2 separate regions of the Mus musculus genome follow, and region 2 is linked to region 1. The links are chromatin contacts, called in public HiChIP or PLAC-seq maps. All regions are on one chromosome and are shown on one strand. Each heading gives the region's core, a stretch centred on a gene start, on an enhancer-like site or on the middle of the called end of the contact. The rest is flanking DNA. Distances are from core to core; before and after follow the strand shown.

What was found. HiChIP or PLAC-seq counts read pairs in DNA pulled down with a chosen protein or histone mark.
Region 2: a contact with region 1 is called in an H3K27ac HiChIP or PLAC-seq map of hepatocytes, with 6 times the contacts expected there. The contact joins the promoter of A330032P22Rik here to the promoter of Iyd in region 1. A contact is called at or near these places in 9 of 39 promoter capture datasets (the 3T3-L1 cell line, 3T3-L1-derived adipocytes, the HPC-7 cell line and 5 more), 2 of 484 Hi-C or Micro-C datasets (the HPC-7 cell line and liver) and 1 of 115 datasets of contacts at active chromatin or transcription factors (hepatocytes).

The regions. Positions count from the first base shown.
Region 1 is chr10:3,536,217-3,542,435 of GRCm38.p6, forward strand. It overlaps Iyd (iodotyrosine deiodinase), which reads left to right and starts at 4,058. Exons shown (of 5, transcript NM_027391.4): 1 at 4,058-4,245. The coding sequence starts at 4,080. Gm30033 (a long non-coding RNA gene) reads left to right here. Exons shown (of 3, transcript XR_380041.2): 3 at 3,248-3,411.
Region 2 is chr10:3,716,862-3,723,066 of GRCm38.p6, forward strand. A330032P22Rik (RIKEN cDNA A330032P22 gene) reads left to right here and starts at 1,297. Exons shown (of 4, transcript NR_169108.1): 1 at 1,297-1,326. It overlaps Gm30164 (a long non-coding RNA gene), which reads right to left. Exons shown (of 3, transcript XR_003948984.1): 3 at 4,451-4,665.

The sequences.
Region 1 (6,219 bases), core at 2,808-5,307:
TCTCCTCCTGCTCCTGTCACCACTGCTCCAGGCACTCCCCACCCCCTTCTGCTCTGATGGGCTTCCTTACCACTTGAGCAAACAAACAGCACATGGATGCTGCCAAGCCTGGAGACCATACAGGAACCCTCCTTTGCTATGCTGTGATATGCTGTGAGCATGCATGGGTGGGAGATGAGGCTCAGAAGCCAGTGGTAGGGGTGGAAGAAAGATAGGCATGTTATGTAATTTTCCACCATGAAGCCAGGCTCACCAGGGAAAATGCACAGGACAAGCATCTGCCACCTGGTAGTATCAGTAACTGTTGCTACAACTCAGCAAGCACAGCTGTTGTCTCCTTTGCCATCTTGCCTGAGGCTAAGCTCTTTCATAGAAAAGCATCTGTTTCAAAAGGAGAATTGCCATGGTTTTTCTCATGGGCCCAGCTTGTGACCTGAGAGGCGCTGCTTGGTTACTGCTCAGCTGAGGGAAATTCCTAGGGACTCCTCCAGTCTCAGAATGCTTTCCCTAGGAGCAAAGACAGTCATAATGGACCCATGACTTCTCCCATGCTTCTTTCCTGAGAACTGCTTATAGCTAAGAGTCTGTATTTGGGAACTCCCAGAACTGGCATACTTTAGATGTCCAAAGGGTTAAAAAAAAAAAAAAAAAAAAAAAAAAGCAGATCAAGCCTGTGAGATCTCACCTTTCTCCTATGGGGAACATAAGGAGCGGACTCAGTATGGATTTGAATGTGTGGTTTGCTTGGAGAGGGAAGTGTAACCTTTGATTGCACTGTGTAATCTCCAGTGTCTGACGATGTCACATCTGGCACTGGCGAGATCCCACAGAGTTGAGATTCCTATTGTCTGCTTTCTGAATTCGAAGCATTCATAGAAAAGCTACAGGAGAAGCTACTGTTTGCTTTCTCAGTCACAGCCTTTGTTGGTCCCTGATTTAAGGTGACCAGAGAGTCATCTTAGTACAAACCATGAAAACCCATTTTCATCCTTAACACTCTTAATCGATGTTTATCAGTGGTTTGTCATCTGTAAGACACTATGTGTGGTTGAAAGATGCAGTAGGAAAACGTCTCCGTTAACACGTAATGGCAGGAAGTTCTGCTTATCTCAGTGGTGTTGGGGCTGCAATCTGGAAAATCTGAATTTGGGGTAAAGTCATGGTTGAGTGTCTTTCTTCTGGTCTAGTCTTTCTCAAACTTTGGCCAGCACCAGAGTCACCCTGAAGGCTTGTGGAAACTAGACTGCTGAGCTCTGCCCTCAGGGTGTTTGAGCCACTAGGCCTAGGATTTGGCCTGGCGTTAGCATCTCTAACAAGCCCCCAAGGGATGTTCCTATTAGGACTAAGGTCTTACTGTGGTCTAACTTGCTCCTCTAAATAGCCAGTGACACATAGCCAGCCCTTCAGTCTCTGTTTGCTTGTTTGTTTGGTTGGTTGCTTGGTTGATTGGTTTTTCAGAGAGTGGAGTTTAATTTAAAATGTTTCATCCTGTGGACGCAATGGAATAATGCAAACAGAGGAGGACTTAACTATCATTGGCACACAGACATCATGAGTGCAGGCATGATTCCACTCAGCGAGTGTCAGACAGACATATTCTTGAGTGGGGTAGAATTAGTGAAGGGGGTTTGTGTATAGATGAAGCTGACTTTTTTATTTAAATGGACTTGTAAGTTCCTGTGTCTCCCTGACTTCATATTTGATCTGAGATCAGATCACGGACAGAGTTCAGCCCAGCCTTGCTTCCAGCTTTTCCTTAAATTGTTGCCATCACAGTTGCTGCTGAGCACTTGATCTCAACCAAGACAGCTTGGTTTGCTCCTGTGAGCTCTGCTGGCTCACTCGATGCCCTGGGCAGCCTCTTTCCTACAGAGCCCCCCTTTGTCCCCCTTTGCCTTCTGCAAACAAACATTGGGGACTTTGAGAAGCAGGAACACAGACTGACTTCATAGGATTAACATCAGCATATTTGTTTGGGGAGGTGTGTCTTCTAGAATAAATAATACCATTCCTGATGTGGTCTGCAAGGTGGCAGCGGGAGCCTCAAAAGATGAATTAGAACTGGTGATCGGTCTGTAGAGACGAGGAACAACGGAGGACGGTGGGGAATCGCCTAGTATCTCCTCCTGTAGCTTCCCTTGGCACTCTTCTCCTTTTTCTCACTGGATAAAGACAAAGTACAGAAGCTAAGTAGCCCAGGAGCCTTCACAGCAGTGGTTCTCAACTGTGGGTCATGACCCTTTGGGGATCAAACGAAAGACCATCGGAAAACATAGATATTTACATTATGATTCCTAACAGTAACCAAAATACAGCTATGAAGTAGCAAAGAAAATAACTGTATGGTTGGGGGGATCGAGGAAGTGTATTAAAAGGTCACTGCATTAGGAAGGTGAAGAAGCTCTGCTGTAGAGGTACTAAGAGAAGAGAGGGCCCATCCTCAGATCAGCTACACGGTGTTCTGTGACCCTATGGCACAGATCCTGTTCCTCAAGGGAAGCCACATTGTTCCTGTACAAGTGTACATTACATTGGCAGCTGAAGCATTGTTCTGTACCGACACTATCAGAAGCTGGAGGCCTGGTCACTGAGGAGGTGTTAGGGTTAGAGGAAGCTCACTGGGTCCAGCGCAGGTGAAAATTGGCGGAATTCACAGGGCCCACCCTCCCCCTCCCCTGTACTCTGAGACCTGCAGATGCACCAGGTCGGGAACTTGGGTGGGTTTCAAATTCTAGAGTCAAAGTTTCTTCCCTCTGGAAGCCTTGTCTGATCTCCACACTGCTCTGCCCATCCTGCTGCTGTTACAGCTGCCAGACTTCTTGCCCCTGCACTGTGCTTTTTTAAAAATCTCTTTTCGGTGAGCTCCCAGAGCTGAGTGTGAACCTTGGCAGCCAGGCAGCAATGTCTCTTGTACTAGCACATAAAATCCTTGTCCCAGCTTTCCCCTGTTACCCAGGCAGGCTCAACACCGCAGGATCTTAGCTAAGAATTCTAGTCCACACTGCAGACGTACCCAGCATGGACTCAGGCTGCTTATGTCCCATTTATCTTCTAATGGCTTTGGCATGTCATTTGACCTATTCATGCCTCATTCATATGAGTGAAAATGGGAGCAGTAGCGGGATCTATGACATGAGGTTTTGGGGAGCACCTGTGATTTAGTACGTGGAATATGGAGGAGCCACAAGGGAAGCTTTCTGTGAGTAATGGTTCTCTCTCCCATCCTTCCTTCCTCCCTCATCCCCAGCTGTGAGAACAATACAAGCGAGGAGGAACAAAACCTGCTGGTCCCCGGGGCTTGGACATCTCAACCTCTGGAACTGTGAGACACGTGTTTCTGTTATTTATGTCACTCAACCAATGACATTTGTGTTCTGACAGCCTGAACAACAGAGGCATAGGCAAAGATAAAAACTAAGACAAAAAACAAAAAGCCTCAAGCTTAGATATAGTCATTTCAAACTGTTTGCATCACTTTTTCCAGATTAAAATCTTTCTTTAATGTAAAACATAGCCTTTCTTCTCTGTTGCATATGTTGGCATGGCTGTTAATTTTTTTTTTTACAGCCTCAGGGCAGTGCCTCTTACATATGTTGTTAAAAATGCACGTTGACAGCCTCTTTCTGGAAATTATCTTTCAGGATATCAGAACCTACATTTATAAATCTGCCCTTTTAAAAAATTAGCTCTCTGGGCAATTCCTAGCTTCAGGCAGTTGAAGATGCTTTGAGAGAATAGTTAAATAGGAGAAAGGTCAAATGCTTTTTTTCTTTAAAACCACCACCAGCAATGTAGCACATTACAGTGCTTAATGCACCCCATGGTCATTGATGTCTGAAAATATACTGATCAAGTGCACAGTTTTAAAATTGCATGCGTCAGAGCAGGACCAATCCCACACGCACCCAACTGTGAGCTTTGCTCCTTTGCAAAGTCCTCACGGAGTCTGAGTTTGTACTTTGCTCCCTCCCTGGCACTCCTCCCCGTTTCTACATCTACTCCCAGCATTCCCTGCTTCCATCTGTTTGTATAAATGCCAGTGTGGGAAAGCGCACACATTCCAGGTCGGACTTCAGACCATGTTTCTCCTCACCCCAGTCTTGGTAGCAGTTGTCTGTATCTTGGTTGTATGGGTCTTTAAAAATGCCGACAGGAACCTAGAGAAAAAGAAGGAGGAGGCTCAAGTTCAGCCCTGGGTGGATGAAGACTTGAAAGACAGCACAGAAGACCTTCAAGTGGAAGAAGGTAACAACCCCTGCGGTGCCCAGGGCTTTGCCCTGCATGTGTTTGCGATGGTGCGAACTGATGCCCAGGATTCAGAGAGCAAGCCATGCTGGCAAACCTTCGCTTCTGTTGTGAAAACAGAACAGTGTATAGCAAGGATGGTCATCTCAGGGCACTTGCCGGTACCAGCCTCTACCCAGTCCGAAGTCATGGAAGCTAAGATCTCTCCCAGCCCAGATCCTCTGCAGGTCAACACCTTCTGTCTCAGGGGTGGGGGTGGAGGCAGAGTCTCTGTACAGAGTGACAGCGAGCATGGCCAGGTTTTGATTAGGAATGCTGAAACTGAGAACGTGACCCGTCTAGGGATTGGGTACTTTCTCTTATGCCAGGCCCTGTGCCTTAGAGACAGGAGTGGCCCATGCCCAGCAAGAAAAGGGTCCGGTTTAGGGAATGAGGTAAAATAAGGAAACGGACAAGCCCTGTGGAACTAGTATAAGGTGTTTAGGAAAGGCTTGGGGGTCTGCTGGGGCATTGGGAAAGAGCAAAGCTGACCCGAGGGTAGAGGTGTGAGCAGCAGGGGCAAGCTGTGTCAGGAGGCGCACAAAGCCAGCACCCATGTTCTAATGCCTAGGAGCGATTCCTGGAAGGTGAAAGATGTGCAGACGGAGAAGTGAGGCAGAGAGGGCTGGCTGTGGCTGGCATGAGACCAGTGCTTGTCAGCCTTCCCAATGCTGCAACTCTTTAATACGGTTCCTCACATTAGAGTGATTTGCGACTGTAAAATTACTTTCGCTGATATGTTTATAAGTGTAATCTTGTTAGCGTTATGAATTGTAATGTAAATATCTGATATGCAGGGTATCTGGTCCCACTTGGGAAGTACTTCCCTTACCACAGAGAAGCACTGTCCTTAACCCCGACATCTGTTCTAAGGTTTGATGAGCAATGCTTTGGTGGGAGGGTAGTGGATGCCCAAGTCACAGTGAAGAGCATCAGATTTTAGATATTGGGGAAGATGGAGGGAGTGGCTGAGTCACTGTCATCCATGGACAAGGGCAGAAAGATCCAATTTAGGGGACACTGTAAGGGTGTGCTGCATTTATCATATTCATGATGTTAAATAAAACAATGGTCAGAACACATCAACTTGAGGAGGTACTCAGAGATTAGAGAAATAATCACCAAGTGGGTACTGTGAGAGAGAAGACTGAGGACAGAACTTGGGAGACACCTGAAGAGAAGAGGGACATGGTAGAGAGATATGCTACAGAAAGAAGATGACATGGTTGAAGAGTCTTGAGGACCACAACACACTCACATAGCATGCAGTGGACCCAGCTGGTGACACATCATATAGAGTAAGCCCTTCGTCTTCATGGTAATACAATGAGGTAGGCATTATCACTACTATCACTACTATCACTATTGCAGGAGACTGAGGCTGTAGTAGGGTACTGCCTACCCAGGCAGGTAGGACTCTGGCAGTCTATTTCCAGGGTCCAAGCATAGAGCTTTTGGCTGGGTAGCCTTTCTCACAGAAAAGCCTAGAACAGAGGAGGCTTAAAAAGAGAAATTCAGAGGTAGATTTCTTCCCTCTCAAGGCCACATTCCTGGGAGCAGTCAGGAGTTCAAGAGCAGTGAGAAGTGGCCCTGCTTGTTTTTAGGAGGTTCCTGCTAGCTCTCCACTGCTGTCTCTGCTGTCTGCCTTTTCTCAGGAAATGGTCTACCCACTACCCAGCTCCTGAAACCAGAAACAGAGAGGACCCTTTTCCTTCTCTGCCAGGAAGCAAGTCCCCTGAGTTTTGTCACCATGATGGGTTGGGAATCTGTTGTTCCTTCGGCTTCCCTGATGGGCCAAGTTAGCATCCTCCCTGTGTAAGATATGGGCACAGCTTCTGTGTGGCTTTTCTTGAGCGTTCTTGGTTCTTGTCTCTGTCTAAGATGCCTCTCCATAAGCATGTTAGAGTCCTCTGCTTACTTCCCGTGGGTGGCCTT
Region 2 (6,205 bases), core at 47-2,546, 180 kb after region 1:
TGCCTGCTCCAGAGCCAGTGTCTGTCTGGTGTGGAGATCCCTAGCAAGACCCCTTGAAAAACACCTCATCCTGACCTATTAGTCAGACAGCAGAGGGGTTTGTTTGTTTGTTTGTTTGTTTGTTTCATCTAGTTGTGATGGCTCTTCTTGGTTGTCCAATTGACTACATCTGGACTAACTAAAACCCGAATGGCTGGACATACTTGTGACAAAGTATTTTTCTTAATTAAATTATTTGAAGTAGAAAGACCCACTTCTAATCTGGACCTTTGAGAGGGAAGATCCTTCTTTAGTCTGGGCCACACCTTCTGCTGGCAGTGTATTTAAAAGACATGGAAGAAGGAAGTTTGCTCTCTGTATGCTTGCTCTAGTTCTTGCTAACAAGACTATTTATTGTCATTAGAGCCTACTTCTTCAGGATTCTGGCATAGACTAAAAACCAATTGGGATATCCAGCTTCCTGGACTGAACGACTACTGGGTTCTTGGACCTTCAGCTGGTAGACAGCATTGTTGAACTAGTTGGACCACAGCCTGTAAGCCACTCTAATAAATGCCTTAGATAGATAGATGATAAATAGATTTGTGGTAGATAATAAGTATATGAATGATAGATAATGGATGATAAAAAATACATAATAAATATATGAATGATAGCTAATAGATGAATGAGAGGTAGATACATACATACATACATACATACATACATACATACATACAAAGTCATTCTTTAAGTTCTATTTCTCTAGAGAACCTGGACTAACACATTAATAAAAATGTGGGATTTCTTCAATCTTGCATCATATGCTAATTAAAGCTCTTTGCCTTTAAGGACCCCATAGCTGCTCTCTGAGGAGATCCAGTTGCTTCCCTGCTTCTTAGATAGGAAGATGAAACTGGAGTCCAGAACCTTTAAGTTAGCAGCTCAGGGATCTCAACCTGTAGAAGAGGGAATCCAGGATTCCAGCCCAGGTCCCTGGACTGTAGGCTCCACTCTCAGACAGATGCTGCCCCCACTCCTTGCTGGAGACCAAAGGAGGATTTTCGTTCTCTTGAGACCCTGACAAAGCCAGGAGTAGATCGTTGTTACTATAGTCTCTCGCTGAAGAGTACCACCCCTTTCCTTCCCACACTGAAGATCAAAGAGACTTTCCTGAAAGCCTACAGCAAAGAGCTACTCAGGGAAGGCTGACTCTCCACTCCGCTCTGCCTGGTGGGGAGCCAATCTCTAGGGCCACCACAGGAAAATCTAACAGGATGCCAAGGCTCTGTGTCCAGAGCCAAGCCCTTCCCATCTGTGTCACATGGGATGAGGACTTTGAGCACGGTGAGTTTACAATCGCTTCTCTTCAGATCCACTTGATCATACCTAAACGTGGGAAGGGAACTGGCCAGACAACAGTGACAGCTGGCCAAGAACATGGAGGGAGGCTAAACGCTGGTTCTGATATCAGAGCTGTGCCTTGAAGGACATGCAGGATCGCAGTAGGCAGAAGAACAGACATGCTGTGCTTTGGGGAGGTACGGAACCCTCAGGAAATTGGAGGGCAGTTCCTTCCGCTGGTGCTTGAAGGGTGCTGGTCACCTCGGACTGCGCTGAATGGGTTTGGGAAGCAGGAAGGCCTGAGAGCAGGGAAGAGGGGTTGCCAGCTTCCTTCCGTTTCTCTCCCCGACTCCTCTTCCTGTGGTTCTGAGAATCAGCTCCTCCTTCGAAGTGGATGGAGGGACTTTCCTAGCCTCCTATCTGGACTGAAGCTAGACAGACTGGAGCCTGCAACAATGGCTTTCAATCGAGAGCCAGAACTCGGACTTAGGGGCAGCATTCTCCATAGAGGAGGAAGGGACTGTATTGTTACCTATTTGTGGAAGGCCTCCACACAGAGCATAATGCTTCTAATTATAACCAGCTTCAGCAGGCTGCTTTCTCTTGTTACTGATATAAAACTCTGTTCAGGACACATATATGCATACATGTGTCGTACAAAATCTGAATTATTCAGCTGTACTCCTTGTTGGGGGTGAGAATAACTGGAGGGCCTATAGAGCAGTGTCTTGAAATAAGTCAGAGATTACAAACTCTTCTCTACGTAAAATGTGAACATGATATAAAGAAGGCTGAAGCCCCCTTGATGATATATTTATGTTGCAGGTGTGTTTCCCCACTCATCCCCCTCCCTTCTCCATTGAGTCAACTATTATTAGTATCGTGCTATATGTAATTCCAGAATTCTTTACTATATCTTTATGTAGCTGAACATATGTATCTGTGTCATATGTTCTTATGGACTTGGAGGATGAAGCATGCCTTCTCATAATATAGGAGACAGAAAGTTCATTCCGATACAATGTCCTGTCGTCCTCACTAAAGATAAGCCTTCATTCTTGGTAAACTAACTACTAGTTCTACTTCTTAAAGAGGCATGACTAGTTGAACCTGAGATGCCCTCATCTGAGTGTGAGCTAAAGGGATGCTGCTTTCCCCTGATAATTTGTCTTCTTTTTTAAAAAATTTCAATAAAATGGCATATTGGTGATTGTCAAATATTAAAGAAATTCTTTTGCCTTTGTTGTAAAGAACAAAGATAAATTTCCTTGGGATCTGGATTTATGGAGATGGTAAAAGTCCTCATAAATGGGTTCCAGGTGATAGACCCAACTGGCTGTCAGGCCACCCTTGGGTTACTACATGGATATTAGCATAACTCAGAAATATTGGCAGAACAGGTATGCTGATGTTTTTCTTCTACCATGTCTTTGGAAGGATTTCCACTGAAGTTACAATGCCCAGGATAACTTAGGAACAGGGAAACACTGCAAATCCCAACCTTCCTCCAAGATTTCTTTCTGAGTGATCACAATCTTCAGGATCAGTTTCTTCCATGACCTTGCTAGTACAGTGAGGAGGCAGCCCATCCCTGCATGGAACCAAGCCTCATGTCTCATCAGCAAGTGGGTCGCATGTTGTGATATTCTAACAACATGCAAAAGGTACCTGGCTCTGGATGTGAGACAGTCCTTGGCTTCCCAAGACCTACTTCTCCATCTAAGGAAGACGGAAGCTGTCTTCAGGTTAGAGACTCTAGGCTGTGATGTCACAGATCAATATCAAGAAATTCTGTTGTAAAAGAAAGAACACATACATGAGATAAAATTGTGTCCCCATTATTCCACTTTTGCAAATGACAAGACACCAATGTCACTTAACTCCTGCTTCTCTTTAAAACCCATACTAAAATATTGAAGATACATGTGGAATATTTATCTCTAGGCGATGAAAACCCTGAAGATCTAAGAGAATATAAGTTTAATTGTTACATTAGTCATGCCAGAAAATGACAGTCACAGGCAGCAGCACCCCAGAGTGTCTCACAGGTGTGATGGCAGAGCTCTGTTAATTCCCACAGCAGGGAGCAGAGACTCTGGGAGCCTCACCCTGCAGCTCTGCAGTTCTTTCTAGACAGTGCAACTAGAGACCTCACCCTTTGCCCAGGCTCCTCTCCACATCACCCCATCCCTGGCTAAAGGGAAGAATCAGAGGCCTGTTCCCAAAAGCTTACCCTAAGTGGCTTCTGACAGCCCCTCTGAAGTGTCAGAAGCCAGTGGTGACAGGGCTATGGAGTCACACCCTGTCAGAAGCTGGACCCCAACCAAGCCTAACCAAAGGGTCTCTGTGCATGCCTTGTTTGTCTGACGGAGTTTTCCTTTTCCAAAGAAAAGGCCTTTCAGTTTCTTTGGTTTTGAAAGCCCAGGGAGGTTGCAACACGCTACTGCATAGCACATAGGGGATCATTGGTTCAGTGTTGAGATGAGTGTTCCACTGGACCATTTACACAGCCTCTCTAGTACTCTTGTGTTTTTACCCAGAAGACTCAGGTCGTGTGAGGCTGATGCTGACAAGTTATGTCATTTGCATAGTATGTGTGGCCCTAAGTGAAATCACACAAGCAAAGCTCTCAGTAATACAGAAATCTCAATAGCAGCCATTAAGTGGTCTTTCTCACCACTCAGATTCTATTGCGTCCCATAATATTTGAATACTTGTAGGCCTTCTATGCATTTTTCAACTTCAATACAGGTTATTTTTGTTTGCTTGTGCATGTGCGTGTGCGTGTGCGTGTGTGTGTGTGCATGCAAGGTTCCTGAGGAGGCCAGGAGGGTGTAATGGGTCCCCCTGGTGTTGTTGTAAGCTGGACCGACCTACATGAACTGGGTACTCTTGGAAGGCAGGCTGGGGCTGAAAGAGACTAGACCTCGAGAGAAAATAATGAGGCCAAGACAAGTTTTCTCTGATCAAGGCCTGTGAGTTTACTAAGAGACTGCTTATAAAGGGGGAAGGCCCACCCTCTCCCTCCCCACCCCCCACACCCCCAGTCCATCCTTGGTGCTTTGTCACCATGCTGTCAGGACTTGGTCGCCAGGCTGTTGCTTATTCAGGAAGACAGGTTCAGCCTCTCAGCAGGTAGCAGCATCTCAGAGAAGAGCAGGGCAGTTGTCACTTCAAAAGGAAGCCAGCCAAGTAGGAAAGCTGCACGGCAGGTGGCCCCACCTCAGTGGCGACAAGGTCTGCACCAGCCTGCTTCAGGCTGGGGAGGCTACACCCTGGAGCTTGAGTAGCAGGTGTTTGTGAGCTGCTTGGTGTAAGTACTGAAGAGCAAGTTTGGGTCCTCTGCAAGAACAGGAAACACACTAAGCTGCTGAGACTTAATGTACCTGACAGCAGCTTGTTAGACCACGCATGTGTCCAACATCTGGATACTGAATAGTACTCAGTTTCATAGAATAACAATATATGTTACTTTAAGACAGTGGTTCTCAACCTTCCCAAGGCTGCGGAATATACTTTAATATGCTTTCTCATGGCAACCCCCAATCATAAAATTATTTTGTTGCTAACTTCATCATTGTAATTGTGCTACTGTTATGAATCAAAATCTAATATCTGATCTTTGAGATAGCTGATTTGTGACCTCCCACCCCCAAAGGGTTGGCAGCTCACAAGTTGAAAACTACTGCTCTAGGGGAAAGCAATATTCAATGAAATGCTTTCAGATAAACAGCATGCGTATTATTTAAATGGCCTACCCTCGTCACATTTTTAACATTACAATAAGAATAAATATGCTAAGAGATGAACCTGGGATATTACAAAGTCTGTACTAATGAAGAAAAACACCCAAGTACCTCGAAAAGATGGCTTAATGAACATGTACATCTAATGATCTTTCCTACATATTGCAGAGGAAAAAGAATTCTAGTGGACTCCCCCGAATTCAATAAGATATAACATCCCTTTTCACGAGACTTTTATTTCCTCCAGGCTTTATCGAATTGAATAAAGAATGCCTATGGACTGAAAGATCTCTGGCTGGGTGTGGTTGAACCAGCATACATTACATTTGTTTTCTATGTCTTCCTATGAGAGCATGTCATTTGTCATTATTCATGGCTTAGGTCCTGGGGTAGAGCACGAAAGATATAATTATCAAATAATGCACTCTATGCAAAGCATTTTTGTTCATACTTTAACCCTGAAAATAGGCCTCTGGGCATATAATAAATGCAGAAATGGCTCTGCCTTTTGCTGGACAGACAAGGGATAGACAATAAGCCCCTGAAAGGCTACCGACACCTTCAGCAGGAGGCAACCCTGTCTGTAATGCCGGTGTACAGGCCTCTGCTGACACCCCACCCCCACCCCCTCCTGTACAGCCTTTGAAGAGTTGCACAGAGCTGTGGTTCTGACTTCAGAGGGAATCAAACTGATTTAGGGGAGAATGATCATTTGGGGGAAGCAGTGCTTGGCCCCCCTGGCTGAAAGCACAGTGTCCCATTCACTGAGCTGATCCTAAAAGGACTCAAAAAGCAGCTACTGCAATTTAGGGCCAGTTGATGGATTTAAGGGCTGCTGGCTCTTTGTTGAAATGCATATTAATAAAGAAGAGGGCTTTATAAAAACTCACTGTTGCGTACAGGGATCCACAAGGGATCACAGTGCAATGATTATTATATTCACACAACTAAAGAGGTAGGTAGAGTGGGTTCCCTTGTGTTGGGCTTTGCATTCTTAAAAGGAAGTAGGCTTTGGAAGAACTTATCCATAAAATCTGCAGAATGAACTCAACGCCAGCAATTAGATTTAAGCCATCTTTTCTTCTTATCCACTACTGCTACCAAAAAGTTACTATTACTGTCAAGACTCTGCGTGT